3 separate regions of the Mus musculus genome follow, and regions 1 and 2 are each linked to region 3. A link is a contact called in public promoter capture Hi-C data. All regions are on one chromosome and are shown on one strand. Each heading gives the region's core, a stretch centred on a gene start, on an enhancer-like site or on the middle of the called end of the contact. The rest is flanking DNA. Distances are from core to core; before and after follow the strand shown.

The links. Promoter capture Hi-C pulls out the DNA fragments that hold promoters and counts their contacts.
Region 1: a contact with region 3 is called in a promoter capture Hi-C map of liver, with 9 times the contacts expected there. The contact joins the promoter of Cttnbp2 here to the promoter of Kcnd2 in region 3. A contact is called at or near these places in 4 of 39 promoter capture datasets (cranial neural crest, frontonasal cranial neural crest, hippocampal neurons and 1 more).
Region 2: a contact with region 3 is called in a promoter capture Hi-C map of cranial neural crest. The contact joins the promoter of Lsm8 here to the promoter of Kcnd2 in region 3. A contact is called at or near these places in 4 of 39 promoter capture datasets (cranial neural crest, frontonasal cranial neural crest, hippocampal neurons and 1 more).

What each region holds. Positions count from the first base shown.
Region 1 is chr6:18,512,831-18,517,403 of GRCm38.p6, reverse strand. Cttnbp2 (cortactin binding protein 2) reads left to right here and starts at 2,535. Exons shown (of 23, transcript NM_080285.2): 1 at 2,535-2,749. The coding sequence starts at 2,669.
Region 2 is chr6:18,845,813-18,850,553 of GRCm38.p6, reverse strand. It overlaps Lsm8 (LSM8 homolog, U6 small nuclear RNA associated), which reads right to left and starts at 1,919. Exons shown (of 4, transcript NM_133939.1): 1 at 1,791-1,919; 2 at 888-928. The coding sequence starts at 1,821.
Region 3 is chr6:21,213,229-21,218,072 of GRCm38.p6, reverse strand. It overlaps Kcnd2 (potassium voltage-gated channel, Shal-related family, member 2), which reads right to left and starts at 2,727. Exons shown (of 6, transcript NM_019697.4): 1 at 660-2,727. The coding sequence starts at 1,774.

The DNA of each region.
Region 1 (4,573 bases), core at 1,286-3,785, 2.7 Mb after region 3:
CAGGAATATACCATCTATTTACAAAGAAAAATTAATCCAAATATTAAGGCTTGGATGTTTTTCTCCCCAATATATTCAGTATCTCTCCTTCCATTTTCATACAAATCGGAATCTATGGGTGAAGAACCTGGTTCCTCTCTACAATAGCAATTCCCCCCACCCCCACCCACCCACCCACCCTCTTCTGGTTCCAGCTTCTTTCTTCTACCTGCCTGCCTTTCAGAATTTTTCATTCTGTCCCTGGAGTGTCTTTCAAGGTTATGATTACTGAGCAGTTTAATCAAGTGTCAAAAGAGTTGTATTCTGGAGTGACCAAGTCATTGTCCTTTCAGATCTGTTTGCTTTAACTGCAATAGAGACTGGCTTTGGGTAGAAGGAGTTAATTTACAATAGCCTTGGAAGCTACTGGGAGCTATGGAGAGAAATTAAAGCAAGTGTCCTCCAGTAGAGAGGCAGCTCCAGGCCAGACCACTGGAGTGGGAGTTAACCCCTCCTCCTTTGCTGCAACTGCAGGATGTTCAGTCAGTTCATAGCAATGACAGTTTTAGGATAGAAGCAAAGGCTTCTCTTTCCCATATCCTGGGTTTTGACAGTTAAAACATGTGCTCTACTTTGGTTTTTATGCCTGTAGGGTTTTTTTTTTCCATTTACATACATACACATAAGCAAGAGGGGGAAAAATACAGGAATTGACTCCTTTTTTTGACACGTATCTGTTTGGGTTTTATTTAGAATGAAACCAAGCTGTTTCTTTCCAATGATGCAGTTAAATTTTTAACGTTATTATAAAATATCTTCAAATAAATGAGGCATTTAAAAATTGAGCTGCAAGCCTAAGAACATATCTACTTCCGAGCAATAAGGGGTTTTAGATACCTCTCCTTAATTCCTAAATGAAATATATTATTTTTTTCCTCCTGCCTCTCCTTAGAAGTATGCCAGGTAATTTTTAGAGTAATAATTCAGCATCGGTATTAAGAAAACTAATGTACAAAAACAATTTTTTAAAAATAAAAACAAAATCAGGAAATATCCTTGCTTTTAATCTTAACTATTTACGATCAGTTCAAAATCTTTTACAGTCACGTGCTTTCCTTTCGCCTTAGAAGTCTAGATAGTCTCATATTGGGTAATTTCAAGAGAGCAGTTGACTAAATGAAAGCAAGTGGTGTGATGACCAAGACAGAGTACAAGCCACAGGCAGAGGAAATCAGCCAACAGTAAACAAAGGAAACTCTGTGCCTGGGTAACTTGCAGGTGGTTCCTAAGCTCTGACCCTTAACCTCGGGGCTCCAGGTGTGTTTCCTGGACTGCTCTTTCTAGGGGGAACTTTCTAGATTTTGTTGACCGATTCCTTTCAACGTCTTTGTAGAAAATATTTTCTTTGATTTCTGACAATATTCGGATCCAGTTCGGAAAATGAACAGTTAAGGTGTCAGGTCCTGTCAATGAGAGCAGGCTGGGATCTTGTTGTTTAGTCATTTTGTTTGTTTGTTTGTTTGCTTGCTTGCTTGCTTGTTTTCAAGGCTATACTCCATGTACTGAACATTCCAGTCACCCACCTTCCAGAATATCAAGCGTGGGATTGGATGGTGCGTTGATTTGGCTTCAGGGAGACAGAGTTTGAATGCCTCCATTTGATTATGTGCTTTCAATGAACAAAATTTAAAAAAAAAAAAAATGTTAGAGATCTGGAGATTTGGGGAGGTCTTTGCCATAAGGTCTCAATAAGGTGATAGATTTTCAGATTCTGGGACTTGGCAGGAAAGGATGAGAACAGAATTAGAGGCAGGAGAAGAGGAGATTAATTGCTTGGGCCTAACTCATTCATATAAACTCCAGCCATGCATTTCCATATGATCATTTTTGACAAAGGTCTGTGTGTGTATCCTTGTGTTCTCATCTGTACGAAAGAAACTCCTGTTCTCTCAAAAGTAGTAAGACATTACTGGATACCTGGTGGTTTTTCAGAACAGACCTCAGGCTTGGGGCGGGTGGTGGTGGGAGATTCCACCTTCTTTGAAAAGAAACCCGAGCAGATAGGTACCTGCGGAGGAAGGGCGCTAAAAACAGCTGGACAGGGACTTTTAGCTGTGAGTTCAGACTTTCAGTTGATGGTTTGAGAGAGAACTAGCATCGAAGATGCGATAAAACAAAGCCGGGTGTACAAACCAAGAGGATAGACGTGTCCAGGCGACAGGGGCTGGCAAATATTAAGGAAGGCACCTCATTGGAGCTAGTGGAAGTGAGGGACAGTTGCTCAATTTTAGATTTATTTCACATCCAGGAGTCTGGCCTCCAGATCGGCTTGTGCCCCACTGTCTAAGCAAAGATTTTGGCCAGCCCGTCGCCTCGAGGGAGGAAGCTTGCTTTCTTTTGCATCCCCCGGTGTTTGGTCCCCTCGACACCAGCGCGAGGCCGCGCATCTCTGGTGCTGGTTCTTGGTCCCGTGGGAGCGACTGGGCTAGCGGGTGGGCGGGGCGCCGCGTCTCCAGCGCGCACAGGGTTAAGCGGCAGGGGCGGCGCGGAGAGGCGGGAGGGGGCGGCCGAGCTCCCGGGCTGAGAGCGCGGCGGCCACAGCCAGCAGCGGGTTAAGTACCGCCCGCGCCGAGAGAGCTGAACCCCGCCGCCGCTCCGAGCTCGCATTCGGATCCGCTAGAGCAGGAAGATGGCGACGGACAGCGCGAGCTGCGAGCCCGACTTGTCCCGCACCCCGGGTGACACGGAGGGGGCCACGGCGGAGGCGGCGGTAACCGAGTTCCCTGGGCGCGGGGAACCGCGTAGACGCGGGCTGGGGTTGGTGCCAGGGTCCCCACTGGACACTCCCCTAGGGGTGCCCGGTCCTTTCCTGGGATGCCTTGTCTTTCTCTAGGGTGCTCCTTTAACTCCCCGAGGTCTCCCTTCCCAAGGGTTTCCCTTCCTTCTCCAGGATATCCCCTCTCTCCTGTTCCTCTTCCCTTGATTACCCATTCCTTCCCCGGGGTGTGCCCTTCGTGTGTCCCTTCCCCGTAGTGTCCCCAGGGCCAGAAGCGGGCTCAAGTGGGGAAACGCCAGCCCCCACCCCCGGGTACTAGGGGCCTGTCGGTCCTTCTGGACACCACACGCGTCCCTGGTGACCCCTTTGCTCACTCGCGGGGTATCTCAGTCTCCATTGTTCACCTCTCCGGGGTGCGGAGCGAACGCCAGTCTCGGGGTGCCTGACACCTCTCAGGGGACCTGGGGTAGCAGAGGCGGGAAGGTGAACCATCGCTAGGCAGGTGTGGGGATGCTCTTTGTGTGTGTGTGTGGGGGGGGGGGGGGCTCATGTGTCTTGGGGAGACTGGTGAGAGAGGCCCCGTAGCGCCTGCACTTTGGGTACTAGCTGACTGCCACTCGCTCAGTCATCTGTAGGGACCTTCTTCCCTAGCTAAAGCGGGATTGAACTGGGTTTTCTGAACCCGGTGTCAAAACATTGTTCCCTTTCCCTGGCGCCTTGACTTGCTTAGGCTCGTACCTGCTCCCTTCTTTGATACTCTAAATGTCTGCATGCACAGACATTCTCTTCTTACCCTGCTGTGGGGTCTTGACCCACAAAGCCAGGTTGGAAAATATTTGCAGGTTGAGGAAGCAGCTCTTGCTAAAGCTGCAAAGACCTGCAAAGAAAGACAGGTCTGGGAGCGCCTCCCACTCTTGGCCAAATCCAACAGCTCTTTTGGAGGAGTGGGACTGAGTGAGCTGAGTATCGCATGGACAACCCCTCAGTGTCTTCCACCTCCAGATCCAAATCCGGGTCTGGGCAGCAGAGGGCAGGAACAGATGTAAACAACCTGAGCTGTTGAATTTCCTCCCACCTCTGGCTTGGAACGAAAAAAAAAAAAAAAAAAAAAAGATGTGGAGGAAGGTACTTGGGTTGATAGCTGCAAAAGGCAGAACACGAGAGGAGGGGAGGGGAAGGGGCACCACTAATCCCCATCGTGAAAGTGGAAGAATCTGGGCTTGGGGAGCTTTTGGGGGAAATTGAGTTTTCCATTCTTTGCTAATAAGAACTTTAAAGATATTTCAAATGAAGCCTTTCCCTTGTGAGCTACTTTCTTTCGGTGACAAGGGAGAAAGGGTCTATTAAAACAAGTCCCTCTGGGAGTTGAAATTATGGACTGTCCTGTTCTCCATGAGGAGGAGGGGGGAAGTGGAGGTGTGGGAGAACTCTATTCTTCTCCCCCAGGAAGGTGGATAGTTTGTTTAATCTACTTAGAAAACACCCCTTTGTGCCCGCAAGATATTTCAAGCACAAGATAAACCAACTCCAGCATGTGCTTTGTGATGTGTGATGTATAGGACTATAAACAAAACTGCATTGTCAGGAAGACTTTTGTTCCAACAAGGTCAGTGTTCCCTGTCAAGTGGTTAGAAATGTCAGGAGCCTAACTCAAATGCGGATAAATTAGCAGCTGGATTTTTTGATTCTTATTAAGTCAAGAAAAAAAAAATCTGGAAAGAACCTTCTTCATGATTCCCAAGGGATCCTGTAGGCTTCCAGCCTGCAATAACAGTACTTACTGTTTTTGTAAAAGTAGCTGTTTACTTTAAGGAAAAA
Region 2 (4,741 bases), core at 670-3,169, 2.4 Mb after region 3:
TGTTCCGCTTTCCCTCTGTAAACCTTTTGTAACAGAAACAAGATATTTAAACATGAGGCTTAGTGGTAATTCTTCACAAGGCTGTATGTCAGACTAAATAACACACAAGATACTTAGCACATGATATGCATTTAGTCTTTGTCACTTTGACTGGTATGGCCTATGAAAAACAATAAAAGGATTAATAAAATTAAGGAGCTCTGATGGCTCAGTGGTTAAGAGTACATACTGATCTCCAAAGCACCCATACATTGTGGCTCACAAAGACCTGCAACTCTAGTTCTTCTGGCCTTCTTGTGTAGTGTACCCCCACACATACAGCAGATATTCACACAAACATACATGAACAAACATGAGCAAAAATAAATCTTAAAAAAAAAATCACAGAATGGGATAACATGGGATTAAATTTCATACAGGAAATATTTCAATCAAAGATGATAGACAAGGCAATGGTCCCAAAGATTGTACCACCAGTGAAGTCATAGCTAACTTGAAGTTTCCAAAACCATTTATTATTTTTGGAAGAACAATGAAATCACTGAAGACACACTTCTCAGATTAAATCACCTCGTCGATAAGCAATTTATTGGGGCATACACATAATATGTAAATCGTTTAAGGTCTCTAATGGCATAAGGAAGAGACACAAGAAGAAAACCAATCAGCTATTGCACAGCTCTCCATTTCAGATCAGAGGCCTTCAAGGTTGATTAGAGAATCTGTACAGGTAGCCAAGAGACTAAGGTTAAATGGATGAATCAATGGGTGAATCATAAGAGCAGTGAACTAGGTGTGCTGTGGTGCCTGAACACTAGGCCAGAAATGTTACCTCAAATTTGCAATCAATAAGCCTAAGGAAAGAGAAAAACGGAAATGTCACTCACCACAATCATTCTGCCATCAGAAGTAATAACAGCCACAGTCCCTGAGAACCGAGTCAAGGAACGTATTTCTTAAAGAATACAACCTGAAAACTTTCAGCCTGGAAAGAGTTCCAATTACTTAAAAAGGAAAGAAGAGACAGAATCAAGATTCCACACTGCCACTGCTCTTGAGGGAGAAAACTGAAGTTTTTAAACTTGTTTCAATTGTACCTCGAAAACAGTTCATCACATGGGAGAAGGGTATGTGACCGCTTGACTCTGGTTTAAACAGCAGTGTTTCCAACCTATGACACTGAGTCAGGCAGACTCATTTCTTAAGCTTTAAAATAAAAACTAGGTGAGTGCTAATTAATGTTGAATTACTTTATGCAAGTAAAGGACCTTCTCATCCAAGACTCTGTCATAATTAATGCCATCAAGTACCAATAATTCTTGTATCATTAAAAGCTCTCTGTATTTAACTATGTGTCTTAGGTTTTGCCCCGACTTTAGAACAGCAATTCTAACTTAAAAAATTCAACCGGGCTTTTAAAAGCTACTCGCCACTCTCTAAACACCATGACAAGATTTCAAGCAGAGGTATGGGACCTGAAGCCCAAATCTGAGAAGCATCTATCTGTTGTATGCTATCTCTGCTTGGGGGACCTGCAAACGCAGAGTTCTTAGGAAAACAGTGCATCTTATTCCGGATGTTGGGACACACGATCAAAGGCCGTGTGCAGAGAAGTTCGAACTACACCGAGATCTGTGCTGTGGGTGCAAAAAGCCCCGAGGCCGGCCGGGAGCTCCCTCCACGAACCCCGACCCCGGGTCCTCCGCCCACCGCCCACCACTCCGGGCCTCCCGTGCTCCCTCCCGCCCCCGCCGCCGCCTGAGCGGTCGCAGCAGCCCGCCGGAGGATACGGTTGATGTAGTTCTCCAAAGCAGACGTCATGCTGCTGGGCCCGGAGGTCCCGGGAATCTGCGAGGGCTCGGCAACGAGGAGACAAAACACCGCCCGACAGAAACCCGGACAGCTTCGCGCCCGCTGGCGAACGCAAAGACCGCGAGACTCTGAGGCCTCAGCGGCGACGAATCAGGGACGGAAAGGAGCCGGCCAAACAGGAAGCCGGGCGGGGCTGACTAGTGGGCATGCGCAGTGTGTTTCCGCCGGGCTTCTGGGCGGCGCTCGCACGCCGAGACCAAGGCGGGGACAGGCAGTTTATGGAGAGGTCACTGAAGGTGGGCTGGAAGGAGAGCCTGGAAGGAGGCTCTAGCGGACGGGAAGACACTGTGGTAGTTACTAAAGGTAGTGTGGGAAGACACTTTCTGCCGGAAGACACACGACATGAAGATGGTAGCATTGGCTACTGAAGGAGAGAGATTCTTTGTTCTCATAGGCGACATAGATGCAGGGTGGAGGGAGTTCTAGCTTTCTCACGCGTGAGCCAGAAAAGTTTAAAAAGCCAAATAGCCCAGTACAAAGGGAGCATATTGTAGCTCCATGATGTGCATTTTCGGAGAATCCAACTGTATACAGAATGTTAGTGTTGAAGAATGAAAAATTACTGGCCTCTTGTAAGAACATGAACTTTTTACCTCGGAGCCCACCCCCTCCCATCTAGAAAACATTTTTGAGATAAAGGCTTCCTGGAACAACCTCAAAATGAACCAGGTACTCCTTAGTTACGTAGGTTCCTTGATAGGACATGACTCCTTAGTTACATAGATTCCTTTGGCAGAACTCCCTAGTGATGTAAACTTGTACTTTCCCTGCCCAGTTCTCCCCCTTTGAGTTTTACTATATAAGCCTGTGAAAAATTTTGGCTGACCGTCGAGACTCCTCTACCCTGTGCAAAGGTGTATGAGTTTCGACCCCAGAGCTCTGTGTGCTTTCTGTTGCTGCTTTATTTCGACCCCAGAGCTCTGGTCTGTGTGCTTTCATGTTGTTGCTACTTTATTAAATCTTACCTTCTACATTTTATGTATGGTCTCAGTGTCTTCTTGGGTACGCGGCTGTCCCGGGACTTAAGTGTCTGAGGGAGGGTCTCCCTTCGAGGGTCTTTCATTTGGTGCATTGGCCGGGAAACAGCGCGACCACCCAGAGGTCCTAGACCCACTTAGAGGTAAGATTCTTTGTTCTGCTTTGGTCTGATGTCTGTGTTCTGATGTCTGTGTTCTGTTTCTAAGTTTGGTGCGATCGCAGTTTCAGTTTTGCGGATGCTCAGTGAGACCGCACTCCGAGAGGGAGTGCGGGGTGGATAAGGATAGACGTGTCCAGGTGTCCACCGTCCGTTCACCCTGGGAGACGTCCTAGGAGGAACAGGGGAGGATCAGGGACGCCTGGTGGACCCCTCTGAAGGCCAAGAGACCATTTGGGGTTGCGAGATCGTGGGTTCGAGTCCCACCTCGTGCCCAGTTGCGAGATCGTGGGTTCGAGTCCCACCTCGTGTTTTGTTGCGAGATCGTGGGTTTGAGTCCCACCTCGCACCTTGTTGCGAGACCGTGGGTTCGAGTCCCACCTCGCGTCTGGTCACGGGATCGTGGGTTCGAGTCCCACCTCGTGCAGAGGGTCTCAATTGGCCGGCCTTGGAGAGGCCATCTGATTCTTCTGGTTTCTTTTTTTTTGTCTTAGTCTCGTGTCCGCTCTTGTTGTGACTACTGTTTTTCTAGAAATGGGACAATCTGTGTTCACTCCCCTTTCTCTGACTCTGGAGCATTGGAAGGAGGTGCGGGTCAGAGCCCACAACCAGTCGGTGGAGGTCAGAAAGGGTCAGTGGCAGACCTTTTGCGCCTCCGAGTGGCCAACGTTTGGAGTAGGCTGGCCACCTAAGGGTGCTTTTGACTTGTCACTAATCGCCGCCGTCAGGCAAATTGTTTTTCAGGAGGAAGGGAGTCGATGTGGAATCCGACCCCGTCAGGAAATAGCGTTTGGCTTGGCTGGTTGTACAAGTCCAGGCGTGGACGAGTGTGCTTAGAGATACTGGTGTCTTCTTTTTCTCTGTTGCTATCTTGTTTTTGTTTGTGGTTTTTGTCATGAGACACAGACACTGTACGTCAGAGGTAAAGTGAGATCCCTCCCTGTCTGTATGTCTGTGTGTCTGTGTGTCTTGTTCACTTGTGTGTCCTCCATTGGACCACCTTCTGATTCTGTTTTGTTTTTGGTTTGTCTGGTTTCAGGTCTGGTCTTGGTCCCAAGGAGTTGACTGATTATCTTGGTTTGGTTTTAGGCCGGTCTCAGGTTCTGGGGCCTTCCCATGGAGACAGGTCCATTTGGATTGGTCATAGTGACAGTAAGCTTCTCTGGAAATCGCATGTAAGATGCCCTGTATTGGTCTTGCTTGTGTTTGTCATTTCTGTGGTACTGTGATTCTATAGTGGTTGCCTGAAAAACGGTTTCTGTGTGTGTCTTGTGTGTCTCTTTGTGTTCGGACTTGGACTGATGACTGACGACTGTTTTTTAGTTATGCCTTCTGAAATAAGCCTAAAAATCCTGTCAGATCCCTATGCTGACCACTTCCTTTCAGATCAACAGCTGCCCTGCCTCCCACTCCAACTCCAGAGAGCAGCCAGCGGGTCACAGTGGTCCCGCCCATGGACCTGGAGCCTAGGGAAAAATGAGCTCGGAAATCCGGAGCAAATGAGGAGTGGTCCCTGAGAAGTCAGTGGCCCTGGATGTTGTGGCTGCTGAAAAAAAAAAAAAAAGAAGAGGAGGCTGTTCGAGTAGCGGCCAAGAGCGCTGCAGGTTCCCAGGCAGCTTCTCATTCCCCTGTCCCTCCCATCCCGTCTCTTGTTAACAGAAAAACTGCTTTCACTTTAAGATAAGTGCCGGTTGCAGCCAGCTGTGAGAGCTGCACTCCCGTCTCTGCTCTAAA
Region 3 (4,844 bases), core at 1,478-3,977:
TTGTAAAACTTCATGCCCTCAAATAAAAGAAGGAAGGGAAGAATTCTAGAAGAAATTTAAAACCCCAAATTGTACACTGCAACTGGCCTATGATGGCCAATAATTTCACAGACACTCCTCTGCCTTCCAAGTGTAGTTGATGAACCATCTGCAGACTCTTTGACTGATGGGACCCATAGCTTCAGAAAACTCTAGTGATGACAGTCATATGTTTCTTTAAAAAAAAGAGACAAGCCTGGACTTCCAAACATTATATTTTGTATAGTTGACCTGTTTCCAATCTGATATTCTAAGTATAACCCATTACTCATAATGAAAATCTATAATTTATATAATGATATAAAATTAGACAAGGCTCTTAGGTTGAAAGACATACCATCCACATCTATTAATTAGTCTATTAAGTCTATATTTGTCATTTTATGGTATCAGTAATTAATATTTGCCTATAACTCCCAAGTAATTTCAATCGTTTTTGTCATACCCATTTCACAGATCAAAATTATTTGTTTGTTTCCAAACTTTTAAAATAGTGCTTTCTTAAATCCATTCAGAGGAAAAAAAATGTAGTCACTCTAAAGCATCAGGAAGCCTTAAGAGATTCATAATCAACACAACCCATGTCCAATCACCATCCCGTTTTCTACAAAGGCACCTACCCCAGTGTTGTCATGGTGACGATGGTGTACCAGAAGGCTGCCGGGATGCTGGTGAACTTGCTTGCTGAAGAGCCCTTCTCTGCGTAGAACATAACGGTAGCGAAAATGATGATAGCCATTGTGAGAGAAAAGAGCAAGAAGCCCAGTTCTGATGCACAGCTCTTCAGGGTGTACCCCAGTATACGCAGCCCTTGAGAGTGGCGGGAAAACTTAAAGATCCTGAAGACTCGAAAGACTCGGAGTGTGACAAAGGCTCCACTGACATCCTCATTGTCTGTCATCACCAGCCCAATGTAATAGGGTAGGATGGCCACCACGTCGATGATACTCATGACACTGCGCACGAAACGGTAACGACTAGGTGCTGCGGCCAGGCGAAGCAAGTACTCAACTGTGAAGATCATGACACAGGCGGTATCCAAGCAGAAGAAGGCCACCGCATACCTCTCCCCACAAGGCAGTTCTTTTATGTGGCCTGGGCTAGACCCACATGGAACTGTTTCCACCACATTCGCGATGACTGAGACGGCAATGAAGAACCCAGTCACATAGTAGAACACCAGGGCCATGGTGCTGGTGTGGGGATTCTCAAAGGCCCGCCAGACCCTCTGCCTAGCAGTCATGGTGGGCAGCGCACTCTCTCCTGTATTGTCAGTGTCTGCATCATCCTGGAGGCGCTCAGCATTCTCCCGCCTGCGGTCCTTGTACTCCTCATAACAGCAGTCGCCAATAATTTCTGGGATGAGGCCAAAGAAGGCCAGTTCTTCATCATAAGCCGAGATGCACTCATGGCGGGGATAGTGAAGCTTCCCCGTGCGGTAGAAGTTGAGGATGTGGCGGAAGATGTCCGGGTCACGGTCAAAGAAGTATTGTTGGGTCTCTGGGTGGTAGAAAAAGTCTCTCTCAGAACTACCCAGCAGAGTGTCTGGGTATCGTTCCAGGGTGTCTTGCCATGTCTGGAAACGGGTGCCACTCACGTTCAGCACTATCAGAGCGTCCTGAGTCCTTTTTCTCTCCTGTCTTGGGGGCGCAGGCATAGGCCCCGAAGCAACAGGCATCCACCCAATGGCGGCTGCCCTGGCAAAGGGCAGCCATGCTGCAACACCGGCTGCCATGTTGTCTGGAAGTGGAGGTCACGAGAGTGAGCAGGGGGGTCACCCAAAATAACACAATGAAAGTAAGAAAGTGCCCCCCACTTCTTCACCTCAGGCAAAACACTGGGGGGACACTGCTCACAGGAACACGATTATTCCAAGGTGGCGCAGGTCAAGTCACAGTACTCAAGAAGGTCAGGTTTCCCTCACAGAAGTATTTGGAATACTAAGAAAAAAAAAATACAGTGACCTAAAAATCTCTCTCCATAAAGCCTAAACAAATCTCTGCCAACAGTTGGACCAGGGCAGGTCCTGGCACATGTAAACGTACAGGTGACTTCGGAGACAGCCTGGCTTCAAACAGGTGTCTTCGCTTCTCCCCTGATACAGTCTGGTAGATATGGGGTCGGTATATAGAGCAGGAGAGAGGAAACAGGGAAAGTCAACCAGTCAGTGGTAGTCTCTTAAAAGAAAGAACCCTTTCACCTTCCCCTTTTGCTGAAGTGGTCCTTCCCGCCAAAGGCGTCTCAAAAAGACGACCTGTTGTTGTAGCTCCGGAGATGCGGTCACAGCCGCTGTCCCGCGTCCCTTGGAGTCCGCTGGCCGCCTGTACTCACGCTGCGCTTGCAGAGATGGAGGTGAAGTGCAGGGCTCGCGGCGGGGGGCGTCGGTCTAGAGCTCTTTCTCCCCCCCACAACGACGACTGACACCCTCTGCGCTAGCCGAGAGCGTTTGCCCGATGGGCCCTTTCACTCTCTGTTCAAGTTCAGCTCAGGTGCAGTGTGACAGTTATAGAGCCTGGGAGCTGGCAGCCGCCGCCGCCGTGGCGGCAGCAGCATCTGCCTCCGCGCAGAACGCGCCTCGCCCGCGGTACATACCTGGCAAAGTGCGCACCGGGGCTGAGTTGCATAGAGACTTTGCTGTCGCCTTGTACCCGGAAAGGGAAAGGCAGAGCCAGCGGCTCCCGAGCAGCCAGATCCCAGGCTCCCGGGGAGCATAAATAAAGCTCTGGCGAGCTCTCCGTCCCCTTCCCCCACCCTCCGTGCCTCCCTCCTCCTTGTCACCTTCCCAAAAGCCAGGCGCAGGCGAGCAGAGCCAACAGCAACAAGTTCAAAAAGGTGCGGGGGAGGCGAGCCGCCCAGGCCACTCGCTCCTGCCAACTTACTGCGCGGCCGGCGTCCCCGGGGTCGGGGCGCTGCGGGGCTGCGGGGCGCCGGGACTGCGGGGTTGCGGGGCTGCGGGGCGGGCGGTGGCGGCGTGGGGCCGGGACCGAGGCGGGAGCGGGCTGGCGTCCGGGCGCGGAGGCAGGAGGCGCTCGGCGGCGCGGGGGCGCGAGAGGGCCGCTCGCTGCTTCCCCGCCAGTGGGTGGTCCCGCATCTCCCCCGAGCACCGCGCGCAGCTCTGCCGGTGCGATCGATAAATAAGCTGGGAAGAGAGCGAGAGCCGCACGCAAGCCCCGCCACGCAGGTTAGGCAAAGGCGTCTCCTGCCTTTCCCTCGCCTTGACCTTTCTCCGCCCCCGCCCCCTCGGGCTCCTCTCGCTCCACCCTAGCCACCCACCAGCCTCGACGCCAAATGTCACCAAGCGAGAGCATCCAGGTGGTTCTACCCCGGGGATGAGCGAGCCTTGGATGAACAAAGGGAAGCTTCAAGGCACTCGGCCGCGGCTGTTTGATGGAAGAGAGGAGGAAGGGGACCGGTGGCTTACTGCTGCCTCCGGAGCCCCGGTTCCAGATGAGCGTGGGAAAGGGGGGCAAGGAAAAAAAAAAGATTCGAGAAAAGCTGGAAAGGAGGGTGAACAGAGCGGAACGCGAAGGAATTGGTTGCCTTTGGGGGGCGACTGGGTCGCAGAACCTGCAAAGCTCCGCGACAGAATTTTTAAGTGACTCTCCCACGTTCCTTTATTTATTTTTTTAAATTATGTATGTTCAAAACAGATATTAATGTTACTAAGGCTAATATATTACCCGTCCAACTTGCTGGAAAAGTCACACAAATCTCCTCTGGTTAGGTCTTGCCACAACTCCTTTCCCCCTGTCCTTTGCAAATGACAGGAGAATTTAGACCCTTTTCTAAATGTCAGTGTGCAGGGGCGTGAGTCTCTTAGAGTGTGTGTCTCTTCATGCCCTTTGCGCATCCCTGCCCATATCTAAAATGACCGAAGAAAGAAAAGGTGCCCGGGTGAAGGGTGAGTGATGTGAGGAGAGACAGGAAAATTGTAGTGGCCAACCGATTTTGGTCTTCGTGTACCCCGCCCCCAGTCATTAAGTGTCTTCCTTAAAACCAAGCTTTTAACAACCATGGCCACTAGATGGCGGGAGTGGCGAGAAGTTAAATTTACATCCAAGGTTGCCGCTTTAGAAAGGCAAAGGATCAGAAAAATTTACTGATTCAACAGAGAATCTGATCACGTAAACATCTTTAAATTTCCTGCGACCACCCACCTTTTCAGTGTTTATATGTCACGCGTTGTTCAGGCTTCAGACTGCATTCTGATGGACATGGAATATGATGTACAGAGTTTCCTATTGAAATGTCTTTGAAAAATTACATGTGAAGTACCAAAGCATGATCAACAAAACCATTAAGACCATTGAAAAGTGGAGTTCACTAGAAAGAGCAGACTGACTTCTACATAAAAATTTATTATTCAAGGCTTTGTCTTTTGTTTAGAAGGAAAGTGGGTTGTGATTTGCTGTAAAGAAATTGACTTCCAAAAGACTCTAGGCTTGATGTGCCCACTTTAAATGGATGCTCAAAGAGAACCTATGAACTTAAAGTATAGAAAAAAATCATCAAAGAATGAGAATAAACATCCCCTGTATTATATGGGTTTAACTGTCAAGATGGATGTTTGCTCTCTGTGCTTAGTTACCCGTGCCGGGTTAGGAATTCCAGGGCTGGTAGGTCGTAAGGCTGGAGCTAATGTGCCAGGGAAGTTTAGGACACCTGCTGTTTGTTTGTTTGTTTGTATTAGCCAAGTGAAGGATGCTTGCAAGGCTTGCAAGGCTGAAAACTAGCAAATTGAAAGGAGGGGGTTGCCTTCCAATTGCTATAAAAAAATAAGCTAGCACAAATAAAAAAGATGGCAC